Regions from separate parts of the Sus scrofa genome. Here regions 2 and 3 are each linked to region 1. Evidence: chromatin contacts called from public Hi-C and promoter capture Hi-C data. All regions are on one chromosome and are shown on one strand. Each heading gives the region's core, a stretch centred on a gene start, on an enhancer-like site or on the middle of the called end of the contact. The rest is flanking DNA. Distances are from core to core; before and after follow the strand shown.

The links. Promoter capture Hi-C pulls out the DNA fragments that hold promoters and counts their contacts. Hi-C and Micro-C count contacts between places; a contact is called where the count stands out from the background.
Region 2: a promoter capture Hi-C map of fetal skeletal muscle shows a contact between it and region 1, with 8 times the contacts expected there. The contact joins the promoter of SLC2A8 here to the enhancer-like site in region 1. A contact is called at or near these places in 1 of 5 promoter capture datasets (fetal skeletal muscle) and 6 of 47 Hi-C or Micro-C datasets (alveolar macrophages, brain, embryonic fibroblasts and 3 more).
Region 3: a contact with region 1 is called in a Hi-C map of mesenteric adipose tissue, with 2.6 times the contacts expected there. The contact joins the promoter of ZNF79 here to the enhancer-like site in region 1. A contact is called at or near these places in 16 of 47 Hi-C or Micro-C datasets (alveolar macrophages, brain, embryonic fibroblasts and 10 more) and 1 of 2 datasets of contacts at active chromatin or transcription factors (skeletal muscle).

The regions. Positions count from the first base shown.
Region 1 is chr1:267,514,545-267,518,689 of Sscrofa11.1, forward strand. All of the region lies in intron 1 of RALGPS1 (ras-specific guanine nucleotide-releasing factor RalGPS1), which reads left to right. Among named protein-coding and RNA genes, the nearest start is that of RALGPS1, 80 kb to the left of the region's middle. Within about 2 kb of position 2,552, at least 16 of the 83 cell types and tissues checked have an H3K27ac peak or open chromatin away from gene starts, as enhancers often do. A contact at or near this core is called in embryonic fibroblasts, fetal skeletal muscle, mesenteric adipose tissue and 2 more, where this site is marked.
Region 2 is chr1:267,923,478-267,927,615 of Sscrofa11.1, forward strand. SLC2A8 (solute carrier family 2, facilitated glucose transporter member 8) reads left to right here and starts at 1,707. Exons shown (of 9, transcript XM_005660438.3): 1 at 1,707-1,849; 2 at 1,944-2,106; 3 at 2,353-2,559. The coding sequence starts at 1,794.
Region 3 is chr1:267,940,524-267,944,565 of Sscrofa11.1, forward strand. It overlaps ZNF79 (zinc finger protein 79), which reads left to right and starts at 1,430. Exons shown (of 5, transcript XM_003480610.4): 1 at 1,430-1,885. The coding sequence starts at 1,873.

The DNA of each region.
Region 1 (4,145 bases), core at 1,302-3,801:
GAGGTTACTCTGTGTGGAGAGTAAACCACGAGGAGTGGGGGTGGGCAGGGATGCTGCCTCGGAGGCCGTCCTGTCGTGCAGAGGCGTGGTCAGCACGGAGGTGGTGAGGCGTGACGTGCCCCCCACAGGGGTCATCCCTGCCCATGGCTGCCCAGGCAGCGCAGGGCACCCCTACTCTTCCTGTCCCAGGTGACAATGCCTGCCTTTCCCCAGAGCAGAGCTTCCCTGGACCTTGATTAGGAGTAAGTGGGTGACTGATGAGGGCTGTGCGGGGTCAGGAGAGGGAGGGGCACTAGGTCCCTGGCCTGGCTCCTCGGGTCCCTATTGTGCAAAAAGGGATGTGCCACCACCCAGGCTTCCTGAGCGGAGGGCACCCGTCTGGATGCCCGCAGAGCTGTGGGTGCTGTGGGATGTCCCGGGGAGACCACCTGATCCCTTCAAGCCCTCCCCCGTGAGTATCCCTGGGCCTCCTGTTCTCCTAAGAGCTGCCTCCCCTCCCTAAGGAAAAGTGGCTGCAGGGGGGCTTCCTCCCCTCCCCTGTTTTCTGCAGGCTTGTGTTGGAAGGGAGGAGCCACTGGTTTCAAGAGTAATTACACATCATGGGTGAGGGAGGGAGGCTCCAGCCGGCCTTTTCATGGCAAGTCTGAAACGAACCCACCTGCCAGCCAGAGGATGGATTTTCTCTTGAGAACGTGATCCTCGTGTTCGGAGAAAGGGATATTTTGCATCCATGTTGCTCCTATTGCCTGAACCTTAAAGTCGGTTTCTTGGGGGCTCCTGCGGAGAGAGCCTGGCCCTTGCTCTCCCCTGCCCCAGGGAGGGTGAAAGTGGCGGCGAGGGGTGTTGACACAGATGGCAGCTACCCTTAACGACACACCGTGCCAGCCACCCTGTGAACCCTTCCGCCCTCTGTACCATTGGTGCCGCCGTTCTCCTATTTTACGGGGGGAGAAGCGGGGCTTGGCCAGGTCAAGCAACTCGCCCAGGGCACAAAGTCAGTGATAGGTGAGACCTCAAATCCTGATTTATCTGTTCTCCAAAGGTGCCTGCTCCTTCTGCCTCAGAGACTGCCCCTCAGCTGTCCTGTTCTTAGCGCCAGGCCTGCGGTCGCAGCCTGTGAGCCGCTGAGGGGTGGGGGTGTTGAACCACAGCTGTCCTAAGCTCCCCCACCACCACCGAGGCATAGCCTGAGTGCTGTCAGACTGAAGAAACTGTGCTATGAGTCCCTCTCACTGTTTCCACATGGACGTAAAGACGGCTGGGATTGTTGCATTCACTTAATAATGTTGGTAGTTTACAATAGCTTTTGCCTTTGATATCTCAATCAACAGATATCAAAAAGAGAACTAAATTTTTTTTAAAAAATTGGTTTACATTTATTGAATATTGCAGTTAAAACTCCTTTTTTTTTTTAATACCTAACTTGCTTTTATTTTATTTTTCTGGCCATGTCCGTGGCATGTGCAAGTTCCTAGGCTAGGGATCGAACTCCCACCACAGCAGTGACCTGAGCTGCTACAGTGACAACACCAGGAGGGAACTTCCTTAACTTGTTTTTAGTGTTGAAAAGGAAGATCTCTAATATACATTCAGATGTGTGTGTGTGTGTGTGTGTGTGTGTGTGTGTACATAATAGACACACACACCCTCATATCTGTTCAGAGGTGTCTGTGTGCGCAAATGCTGCCCTGTACTATGTGAACTTGTAACCTTGGGGACAGGGACTAGGGCTTGTGGGACTTTCCTTTTTTTTTTTTTTTTTTGTCTTTTTAGGGCCACACCCGTGGCATATGGAAGTTCCCAGGCTAGGGGTTGAATCAGCTGCTGTCCTACTCCACAGTCACAGCAATGCCAGATCCTTAACCCACTGAACAAGCCCAGGGATTGAACCCACATCCTCATGGGTACTAGTCAGGTTCTTTACTCCTGAGACACAGTGGGATCTCCCAGGGAGTTTCCTTTTTTTGTTTTATACCTGATAATTAAGTTTATGTAATTTTAGCATGTGCATGTATTGCTTTTAAATGAAAAATCCAGGAAGCCCTCCTCGGTTGGGCTTTCTGAGGACAGTGGGCCTTGCTGGTTTCTGCCTCCCCAGCCTCCGCACAGCACGGGAGTCGCAGGGGTGCTGGGTCAGCGCCTGTCACCTGGATGCTGTGGATGGCTGCGGTCTGTGCCAGCCCTGCTTCAGCTCCATAGATGTAGGTGCTTCCCATCGCCAGGGAGGTGCCCCTCCTTTGCTCCAAGTCTGCTCAGTCTCACAAGCTTTCTCTCTTTTTAATCCATCTGCAGACCCTCAGTCTCTAGACCCAGCCCTCTTTCCCAGCACCACTGCTTTCTCTCCCAGACGGGGGCGCAGCCACTGTGGGGGGGCCTCAGTGGTGCCTCCTCAGCTGTCCAGCCCGCCCAGCCCATTATCTGTCCCTCCGTGGGGAGGGGAGATGTTGGATGTTGCCCGTCTGGTGGGGTGGCTTGCAAGGAGTGGGGAAGGCGGTGCGGGTAAGCGCGGTGCTGAGGGATGGCATTTCAGGTCTAGCGTGTGCTCACGTGGCCAGGGTCTGGCCTCAAAAGCCGCCAGAGGCTGCCGCTTGCCAGGAGGAGGGGCCGGTGTGGGGAGGGTCTGGAGGAGGTGGCCATAGCAGCCCCGCCAGCCTGCTCGAGGGGGCCCCTCCTGAGCTCCTGGCAGGTGGTCCAGCTCCAGAGTGATGGTGACCCTGGGGAAAGACAGCAGAACCAAACGGACAAGCCCTGGCTGTGGCGCGCGCACACACATACACACACACACACGTACATTTACTGGCGGGGAGTGAACAATTGGTTGTGGGCAGAAACCCTCTGGTTTCGTTCTGTTTGGATGCAGAAAGGTGGAGCAGCTCTGAGCGAGCCCGTGGAGAGCAGTGAGCCCCTCGTGAGGGCACAGGCTCGGCCCCGTCTTTGGATTTGCCTGAAGACATTTGGAAGACTTGACTCTCTTGTAATTGAACATTCCTGGATGTGTGTATTTTCTTTGAAACAACCTCCATAAGCTTAGGAAAAAGTGGTTTGCCCCAGACTGTCTCCTGTTATTTTCTTGGTTTCCTGAACTTGAAACGTTGAAGGAGAATTCTCGAAGTCTGGAAGGAAACCAACATCACACATGGGACTTTCCTTCCCCTCTTCAGGGGCCCACACATACGAGACTGGAGTCTGTCACACAGCAGCAGGAGACGTGGGATTGTTCTGTGGTTCTGACACAACCGCCACGTTCCTGCAAAGTTACATCATGAGAATCGCCTTTTCTCCTGCAGTGTTTTGGTTTCCAAGGAGGCGTTGGCACGAATGTGTGTGTGTGTGTGTAAGAGGTGAGAGAGGCAGAGGGAGGGTGGAGTGATAGGATTTTGGTGTGGGACAGACCCTTCCCTTTTTGCCAGACGGCCTCCTGTCTGGCAGGGGCCACAGTCGGGCAGGTGTGTGAAAACGTATCCCTGACTCACAGTGTAGTTTCTCTCTCTGAGCCTCAGTTTTCTCATCTGTAAGTATTTTCTTTTTTCTTTTTTCTTTCTTTCTTTTTTTTTTTTTTTTTTTAATAAATACACGTAAGTCCTTAGCCAGAGACTGAAGGATAGATTGTCATGACGGCACTGGGGGTCAGCCTGTGTGTGAGCTACCTGAGGCCGAGGGCTGGCCTGATTCCTCTGCACAGAACAGGCCTTGGGAAAAGGGTTGCCCAGTTTGCTGAATGGATGAGGGAACGATCAGGAGGCCATTTGTTCTCTGGCTGTAGTGTCAGGGCCATCTGTTAAAGCTACCTCCTTGGGAAGCCCTGCCTGGCTTACGAGCAACCGTATTGGTCTAGGGTACGGCCAGGTGAGGGGGGGAGCCCACTCCCTGTCTCCCGGCCTGCTGGCATCCTCCTGTGCCTCTGGCTTCTGCACAAGCTCAGAGTGCCTGCTGCCCACCCTCGCCTTGAAACATTCCCACTTGTCCTTTTAAGACCCAGCTCAACGGCTCTGCTCGGTGATGTCTTTGACGCTATGATCCAGGGTGAATCTGTGATCTGATCTGCCATATGTCCTGTGAGCATCCCATTCCCCTGCTACACTGCTTGACCCTGGAAGGCAGGACTCTGGGTCCCCACAATTGGTCCTCCAGGTCTCAGTGGGTGG
Region 2 (4,138 bases), core at 457-2,956, 410 kb after region 1:
AAGGGCTGTTTAGACCATTCTTCCAAAAAGACTGACTGCATGCATCAGAGCGTCACTTACAAAAAGGAGCAGGAGGCAGTTCTAGCAGCACTGTCTGCTTCTACGAAGGCCAAGTGAACACTGCACACTCATGGGGAAGGCGATGACCAGCCAGAGGGCAGGAGCAGATTTGCAGGGGTCTGTGGCTCAGCGGGCGGGCTGGCTGTAGCTGGGCTCACTGAATCACCCTGTCTAGAGAAACCTCTCTGCGTACCCCACAGGCTGAATTGCAGAGTAAACCATCTAATTGCAGCAGTTTGCCATTGAAGTCTGAGGCATCCATCCCCTCTGCAAACACCAAGTTCCCACTGTCTGGGAGTAGGGGAGGGAGAGAACTAAACAGGAGATCGCAAGCAGTGATAAGTGCTATGATAAGAATTTATGACTGGAGCACAGGATGCTGAGGAAACACAGAGGCGAGGTTGCCTAAGTCTTGAGAGATAGTACAATCAGGTGACTGCAGGTCAAACAACCATCTAATGACACCAGCTAGCGTTCGAGCACCTTGCATGTGCTTGGTCTTCTTACATTGCTCCTACTCAAAACCCTCCTGCAAGATAGATACTGTCATCTCCACTTAGAGGTGAGGAAACAGAAGCCCAGAGAGGGAATAGAAGCTAAGCCTCTTGCTTTCTTAGCCCTGGTTCTTGCCAGAATTACACAGCATTCCACCACAGCTGCCTGCACCCTGAGAGTGTTGCACACAAATGGCAAGATTCTACAGAGCCCTGACTTCATCATCCTCACCTCCAGCAGTGATGTGGGTGTACACAGGTAGAGAGGTTGGCTATTAACAGCGGACTTAACGTTGGAAGGTATTGACATGATTCCAATCAGGACTACCTGTGGAGAGAAATTTAACAGGGAGCGTGGAGCTCACCATTTAAGCCCAGATCAGTCACACCTATATGGCATGGGGGACTCCGCCCAACACAGGTCCTCCGCACCCTGAAAGTCCTGGTCGTCGTCGGCTCCGTAGCCGTGAGCCCCTTGGGAACCCAGAGTCGTGAGGAGCACTGAAGTGGGCTGCGGCTCCCAAGGTCAAGCCTCCAGCCCAGCAACGGAGCTGGAGGGCCGGACCAGGGTCGGCATCCGAGAGGATGGCTGCCCAGGTCGCTTGTTAGGAGATCTTCCACCCTGTGGCTCTCAGTGGGGAGTGCCAGGCCCCAGTAAAGCGGTTAACGCCGAGCAGGAACCGCAGACCTGACCCGAGGACAGTTGCAGCGGCCCAAGGTAGGGGCGGGAAGTGCTGGGGACATCCCACGTGCTCCGCCTTCGTCCGGCTCCTAGCCTCATTGGTTGAAGCTAGATTGAGAGGCGGCGCCAGGCGCCAGTGTACTCCCCTCCTTCCATCCTCATTGGCCTGTTCCGTTTGGAGCAACTTATATGACCCCACCTCCAGGCTCGCATCACACTCCTATTGGATGGTTATGTGCTCCGGCCCTAACACAAACCCCGCCCCACCTATACATTGGATAACTCTGTCCTAGGGGCGGCTCCAGTGTGCGTCACCTACCGGTTCTTTGCTTCCATTGGTCTGCTTTGACTTGAGGGGCGGCTTCTAGAGAAGACGCGAACCCCGCCTTGCGTTCCCATTGGCTGCCTCCACATCTGCGGCCGCTCGGACCCCGCCCCAGGGCCTCCCCCGACTGTCCATTGGCTGCCTCTGGCCAGACAGGCCGGTGCCGGCAGCACTCGCGGATTCCGCGGCAGTTCAGGCGTCTGAGCGGACCTGGTAAGCGTTGGTTGCGGACATGACGCCTGAGTTCCCAGAGGACTCCCAGCCGCTCTTGCGGCCGCTGGGCGAGAGGTGAGCGGGCTGGGGGAGCCGGGCCCGGGAGCGCGGCTTCGCCCCTTCCTCTGCGCCGAGGACCGGTCGCTCAACCACCTCCCTGTCCCCGCAGCGCTCCTCGCAGCCGCCGCGTCTTCCTTGCCGCCTTCGCCGCTGCCCTGGGCCCGCTCAGCTTCGGCTTCGTTCTCGGCTACAGCTCCCCAGCTATCCCGAGCCTGCGGCGGGCCGCGCCCCCAGCCCCACGCCTCGACAACGACGCCACCTCCTGGTTCGGGGTGAGGCTTTGGGTTCACTCCCCAGCCCTCCCGGGACCCTCCTCCGCCCACCGAGAAAACGGGAGCCGGACCTTCCCCCTGTCTGGCTTTGGCGGCTACTGGCATCTTCTGCCCAGCACATCCCGGCTCCGCTGCCAGGGACCGCCCATCCCCTTCCTTCGAGGCCGCTGAGGGTGGGGTGGAAGGCGAGGTTGGGCCGCGGCCCTCGGTGCCCGCTCCTGAGCCGGTGGTCGCCCCCGCCCGCAGGCCATCGTGACCTTGGGCGCCGCTGTGGGGGGCGTGCTGGGCGGCTGGCTCGTGGATCGTGCCGGGCGCAAGCTGAGCCTCCTGCTCTGCACCGTGCCCTTCGTGGCCGGCTTTGCCATCATCACCGCGGCTCAGAACGTGTGGATGCTGCTCGGAGGCCGCCTCCTCACCGGCCTGGCCTGCGGCGTTGCCTCACTAGTGGCTCCGGTGAGTGTGTGTCCCAGCCTGGACCCCTGGGCTCCAGGAGAAGAAGCAGACCCGGGGGCCTGGTTCTCCCGGAGCTGCCGCCTCCTAGGTGCCTGGCACCTTGCCCCTTCCCTCCTTACAACCCAACGGGCCTTGGAAAGAGCTGCAGTTACTGTCTTCCTTTGCAAATGAAGTGAGCTTAAGAAACATGAAGGCCTTTATTTAGGCACAGCTAGTCAGCAGTGAAGCTATTACTCGAACCCAGAACCGTGCCACTTAACCGGGCCTCTCTTTTGCTTTACAAATAAGGCGGCATCTGTGGATGGTCACATAAGTCTCACAGTATGGCTTAGATTCATCCCTCAGTGTCACGCCGACCCGCTGACTGCAGTTCAGCAGGAAAATCCTGTTCTGGTTTGTCCCCAGGGACAAAGGCTGCTGGGACCTGCTGCTCCCCTTCACTGCTCACCATCTGGTCCTCCAGCCACTTCCCCTGCTTCTCTCACACCACCTCCTGACCCAGCACTGCCCAGGCTGCCTTTGGAGCTGTGCACGTCTGGGTGAAATCTTGGTGTGCCACTTACCAGGGCATAACACCTCTCTACACCTGTAGAATGGGAATGTGGCATTACCTCGTGCTGTGCTTGTGAGGATTCAGTGAGACCCTGCACACACAGCCCTGGCCCTGGCATGGCCTGTGGAAGGACTTGGACCCTGGAGAATGGGATTGCTGGGTGACCTGCTGGTTGTGGGCTTGGATGATCAACCACCCACCCTAACCTGGTCAAGATTGAAAGCAGTAGCTCAGAGTCCAGCCCTTTGCATCCTCCACTCATTTCACCTGCATTTGCTGGGCAACAGGGAGCAGCTAGGTTGGATTTTACATTTGTTTTGTTTGTTTGTTTTTTGGTTTTTGGTTTGTCTATTTGCTTGTTTTTTGTCTTTTTGCCCTTTCTAGGGCCGCTTCCCATGGCATATGGAGGTTCCCAGGCTAGGGGTCTAATCAGAGCTGTAGCCACCAGCCTACATCACAGCCACAGCAGTGCAGGATCCAAGCCGAGTCTGCAACCTACACCACAGCTCATGGCAACGCTGGATCCTTAACCCACTGAGCAAGGCCAGGGATCAAACCCGCAACCTCATGGTTCCTAGTCGGATCCATTAACCACTGAGCCACGACGGGAACTCCATTTACATTTTTGTTGTTGTTGCTGTTGTTGTTTTGCTTTTTACTGGGCAAAAACACACCTGTCCTAGTCATGGGCATAAAGAATGGAATAACCTAGAAGTGTGGGCAAGGGCTTTCTGGCTCCTGAGCCCAGAGGAAGTCGTGGCAGTCACTGGGTGTCACCTGGAGCTAGTTAGAAAGGCAGACTCCTGGGCTCCCCTGCACACCAGCTGCATCAGAATCTGCCTTTTGTTAAGGGCAGGCATACAACTCCATGAAAGTTTGAGAAGCCCTGTGCTGCCACCTCCACCCTTACACACAGCAGCCTCCAGCAGCCTCGTGTATACCTTTTCATCGCCTGCTGCAGATCCCTTGGGAGGCAGGGAGGCATGGGGACGGCTCTCCTCAGCTCTGAATGGCTGAGGCTTTTCA
Region 3 (4,042 bases), core at 180-2,679, 420 kb after region 1:
TGGCAGTCCCGTATTTACCCTAGAAGCCCCGCCGGCCACCATCAGGCGTAGGACGAAGTGGGGCAGGATGAAACATTCCCAGAGGACCGGTGCAGCAGAAACTGTGCTTTACCCAGCCGAGGATAAAAATGTGCCCTGCCGGCCGACATCCACCCTATCTTCCACTCCCAAGAACAGCTAACGTCCAGGAGAATCCTGGCTTCTGAGAACTTGAGGCAAGGCATTTCCTAACGCCACCTAGTGTCCATGAGGGAGAATTGCATCAGCTGAAGCATGAATCTCTCTGCTGCCTCCCAGTGGCAATGGGTGGGTTCACAAGACTAAGGCGGGAAACTCCCCTGGTACCTCCTAATGGTCACTATGCGCTTAGCACCTGCTGGGCCTGGGGTGCGGGCAGAACACAGCTGGAAGAGGCCTCTAACTAAGGAATGCAGGAAGCCTCCAGAAGCTGGAAAAAGCAAGGAAACAGATTCTCCCTCTAGGAGGAAGGTAGCCCAGCACACACCTTGATTTTAGCCCAATGACATCCATCTCAGATTTCTGACCTCTAAAGTTGTAAGCCCCAAATTACACAAGCCCAAAGTAGAGAAGGGCTTATCCCAAACAGATCTGTGGGTGCGGCCTGCCTAATGGGGTGAATCCCCCTAAGATTCATAGAAGACCTACCCACAAACCTACAATTATATTGGCAAAAACACTACCAGCTCTAACTGAAAAGGACAGAGGCAGTACAAAAAGACGAGGCCTAGGGCCCCCAAACTCATTTCTGCTTCCCAGGTAACACATTCTTATCTCCTTAACGTCAAAATGCCTCTAAAAAACTAAACCGGTCTTCAGAACATTGATTAGTGAAGAACTGTCAACAGGCTTATGGGGCAATTTCATCAATGATCTGAGGAAGTCCACTAAAATATCCCCTGGTGCAGGAAAGAAGCCTCCAAAGACAGAATATTCGTTATCTCCTCTCGCAAGAGTTCTGATCGAACACTATTAAAGTGTGTTTCTGCCCCTGAAATTACTGAAGACAGCTCCTTCCTGCTGATAGGTTTTTATACTTTGAGCATTCCAAGACTGCTTCACACCAAGGGGCCCCCACTTCCTTTACTCGTCCTAAACTCTCAGCGGGGATCAAGAGGACCGTGGAGGTGGGGAGGTGGCTGGGTTTGAGCCCTGAGCTGAAGAACAAGGGAGAGAACCTCAGCAAGCCACAGCTCCGCGGACCACAAATCACTGAGGGAAAGTCAGGCGACTAGCGCTAGCGTCTGTCTGCGCCTGCGCTAAAAGCACCGCTCCCAGGATCCTTCGCGGCTAATTCGCGTGTTGTTTCAGAGGACCCCGACCATTGGTTCAGTGGACCCGAAAGGCATGTGGACCAAAGTATGATGGGAAATAGAGTCTGGGAGTAAGAACAGGCGGAAGCCTCTCTGGGAAATACGGTGCACGATGGTGTGCGGGAACCGAGAGAGGAAAAAAAAACGTTTTGGCCAAAAACGGAACCCAGAGATTCCTGGGAAATGAAGTCCGGTGGGGCAGGGAGGCCTATGCGCATGACCGGAAGTGGCGCTATTCAAGCGCGCCCCCTTTGGCGCGAGAGCCAGGCCCGCGACCGCAGTTTTCTGAGCGCGCTGAAGCCGGGGGCACTCTCTCGCGCGTACCCAGCGGCAGCTTTTTCATGCTGTGATGTGCTTGAGATCCAGTCGACAGTGAGAGACCCGGCTGGAAAGGTCCGACCTTGCTCAGCATCACAGGCTCAGACCTGGCCTGTGAGGGGAGAAGCCTGAGAGAAGAGCCCAGAGCGGGGTTGGGGCTGCAGTGAAGCGACGCTGACGCTCAGAGAACTGCTGGGAGGCGGTGGCGCGAGGTGGGACCCAGATGCTGGAGGAAGGTGAGAAGGAGTGGTGGAGCGGTTTGTGGCTTCCAGCTTGCCCACTAACACAGCTGCGTGGCCCGGATCAGAACTTGGTAGTTATCCTTTCCACAGGTGGTTGGGGACGATCCTTTTTTGAATAAAGAATTCCAGGGTCGAAAAAGTTTGAGGAGCTCAGCCTTGGATCATCTCTGAGTATCCTGTCCTTTACTCCGATCTGTTGATGGACCCATGGCATCGCAAAGTAGAGAGAAATAGACTCTAGGAAGGACAATGGGACGTACCCAGGGCCTCTCTATTGCTTCTGAATTTCCATCCCTCTTGAAGTAGCCAGGGATGCTCGGAATGGGAGCCTATTGGCTTCACCTGATACTGAGGGTGGGTTCAACCCATTTGGATTGTGAAACCGTGGAGGATACTCTGTATTTAGAATCAGAAGGCTGGGATTCCTGTTTAAGCTGTAAGGTATCAGCTGGGTCTCTTGACCTGTGTTTCTTCATGGAGGAAAAAGGTAAAATAACATTAACTACCTCCTTCACCTCTAAGAACTGTAAGCATCAAATAAAATAACATTTTTGAAAGCACCTTGAACGCTTTACTGAACAGAACTGTTGTGTATGTAATTTAACCACTGAGGCAATGCCGTCTTCCCCTAGACCAAAGGGTCCCTGAATTGTTCTGTCATTCCAGTGCAATTTCACACCCAGTATTTCACGCTGTCTTTCCTGAGAGACCTGGGAACACAAGCAGGAGGGTTACCTGTCTCCCCGTACTACCAAAGAGGGAGATAAGCACAGTGGATAGGTACAGATAGACACAACTCAGTAACATGAAGTCTGTACTAAAACCAGTATTTGGACCTCTTTACTTTTTTTGAGCTATTTCTGAGGACTGCTTTACCTCTGCTATTTTTTTGAGTTGAGATATAATTTACATCCATAATGTTCACTTTTATAGTATACAATTCAGGAGTTCCCGTTGTGGCTCAGTGGGTTAAGAACCTGACGCAGTGTCTCTCCATGAGGATACAGGTTCAATCCCTGACCTTGCTCAGTGGATTAAGGATCTGCTGTTGCCCCAAACTGTGGCCTAGGTCACAGATGAGGCTCAGATTTGGCCTGGCTGTGGTGTAGGCCAGCAGCTACAGCTCCAGTTCAACCCCTGGCCTGGGAGCTTCCATGTGCCCCGGGTGTGGTATTAAAAAATAAAGTATACAATTCAGCAGGTCTTTTTCTTTTTTTTCTTTTTGGCTATACCAGTGACATGTGGAAGTTCCCAGGCCAGAGATCGAACCTGTGCTGCCATAGAGACAACGCCAGATCTTTAACCCGCTACACAACAGCAGGAACTCTGAGTGGCTTTTAGTATATTCGCAAAGTTAAGCAACCATCACCACTATTTAATTCCAGAACATTTTCATCACCCCCAAAAGAAGCTGGTACTTCTACTCCCCATTCTGCCTTCTCCCTTGTCCCTGGCAACCATTAATCTACTTTCTGTCCCTGTGAATTTGCCTATTCTGGACATTTCATGAAAATAGAATCATACAATATATGTATCTGGCTTCTTTCATTAAGCATGATGTTTCAAGGATCATCCAGATTGTAACATGAAGTGGTTTTTTTTTCCTTTTTTTGGCTGAATAATATTCCATTGCATAGATTACACCATGTTTTATTTATCGGTTCCTCACTTGATGGACATTTAGGTGGTTTCCAATTTGAGCTATTATGGATAATGCTGTGAACATGCATGCACAAGTTTTTGTGTGGCCGTGTTTTCATTTCTCTAATGTATTTGCCAAAGAGAGAAATTACTGTATTACTCCGGAAACTTTGGTAACTAACTTTCTGAGGAACTGCTAGACTGTTTTCTACTGTGGCTTCACTGTTTTACATTCCCAGTAGCAATCAATGTATGAGGGCTTCAGTTTCTCAGCATCCTAATCAACACTTGTTTTTCTCCATCTTTCTTATTTTAGCCATCTTAGTTTGAAGCAGTATGTCATAATGGTTGGTAGGCATTTCTCTGATGACTAATGATGTTGAGCTGCTTTTTATATACTTATTGGCTGTTTGCATCTTACTTAGAGAAATACCTATTCAAGTCCATTGCCCATTTTTAGGTTGGGTTATTCATTTTTCTTTGGTGTGTTTTTAATATAAAGAATTCTTT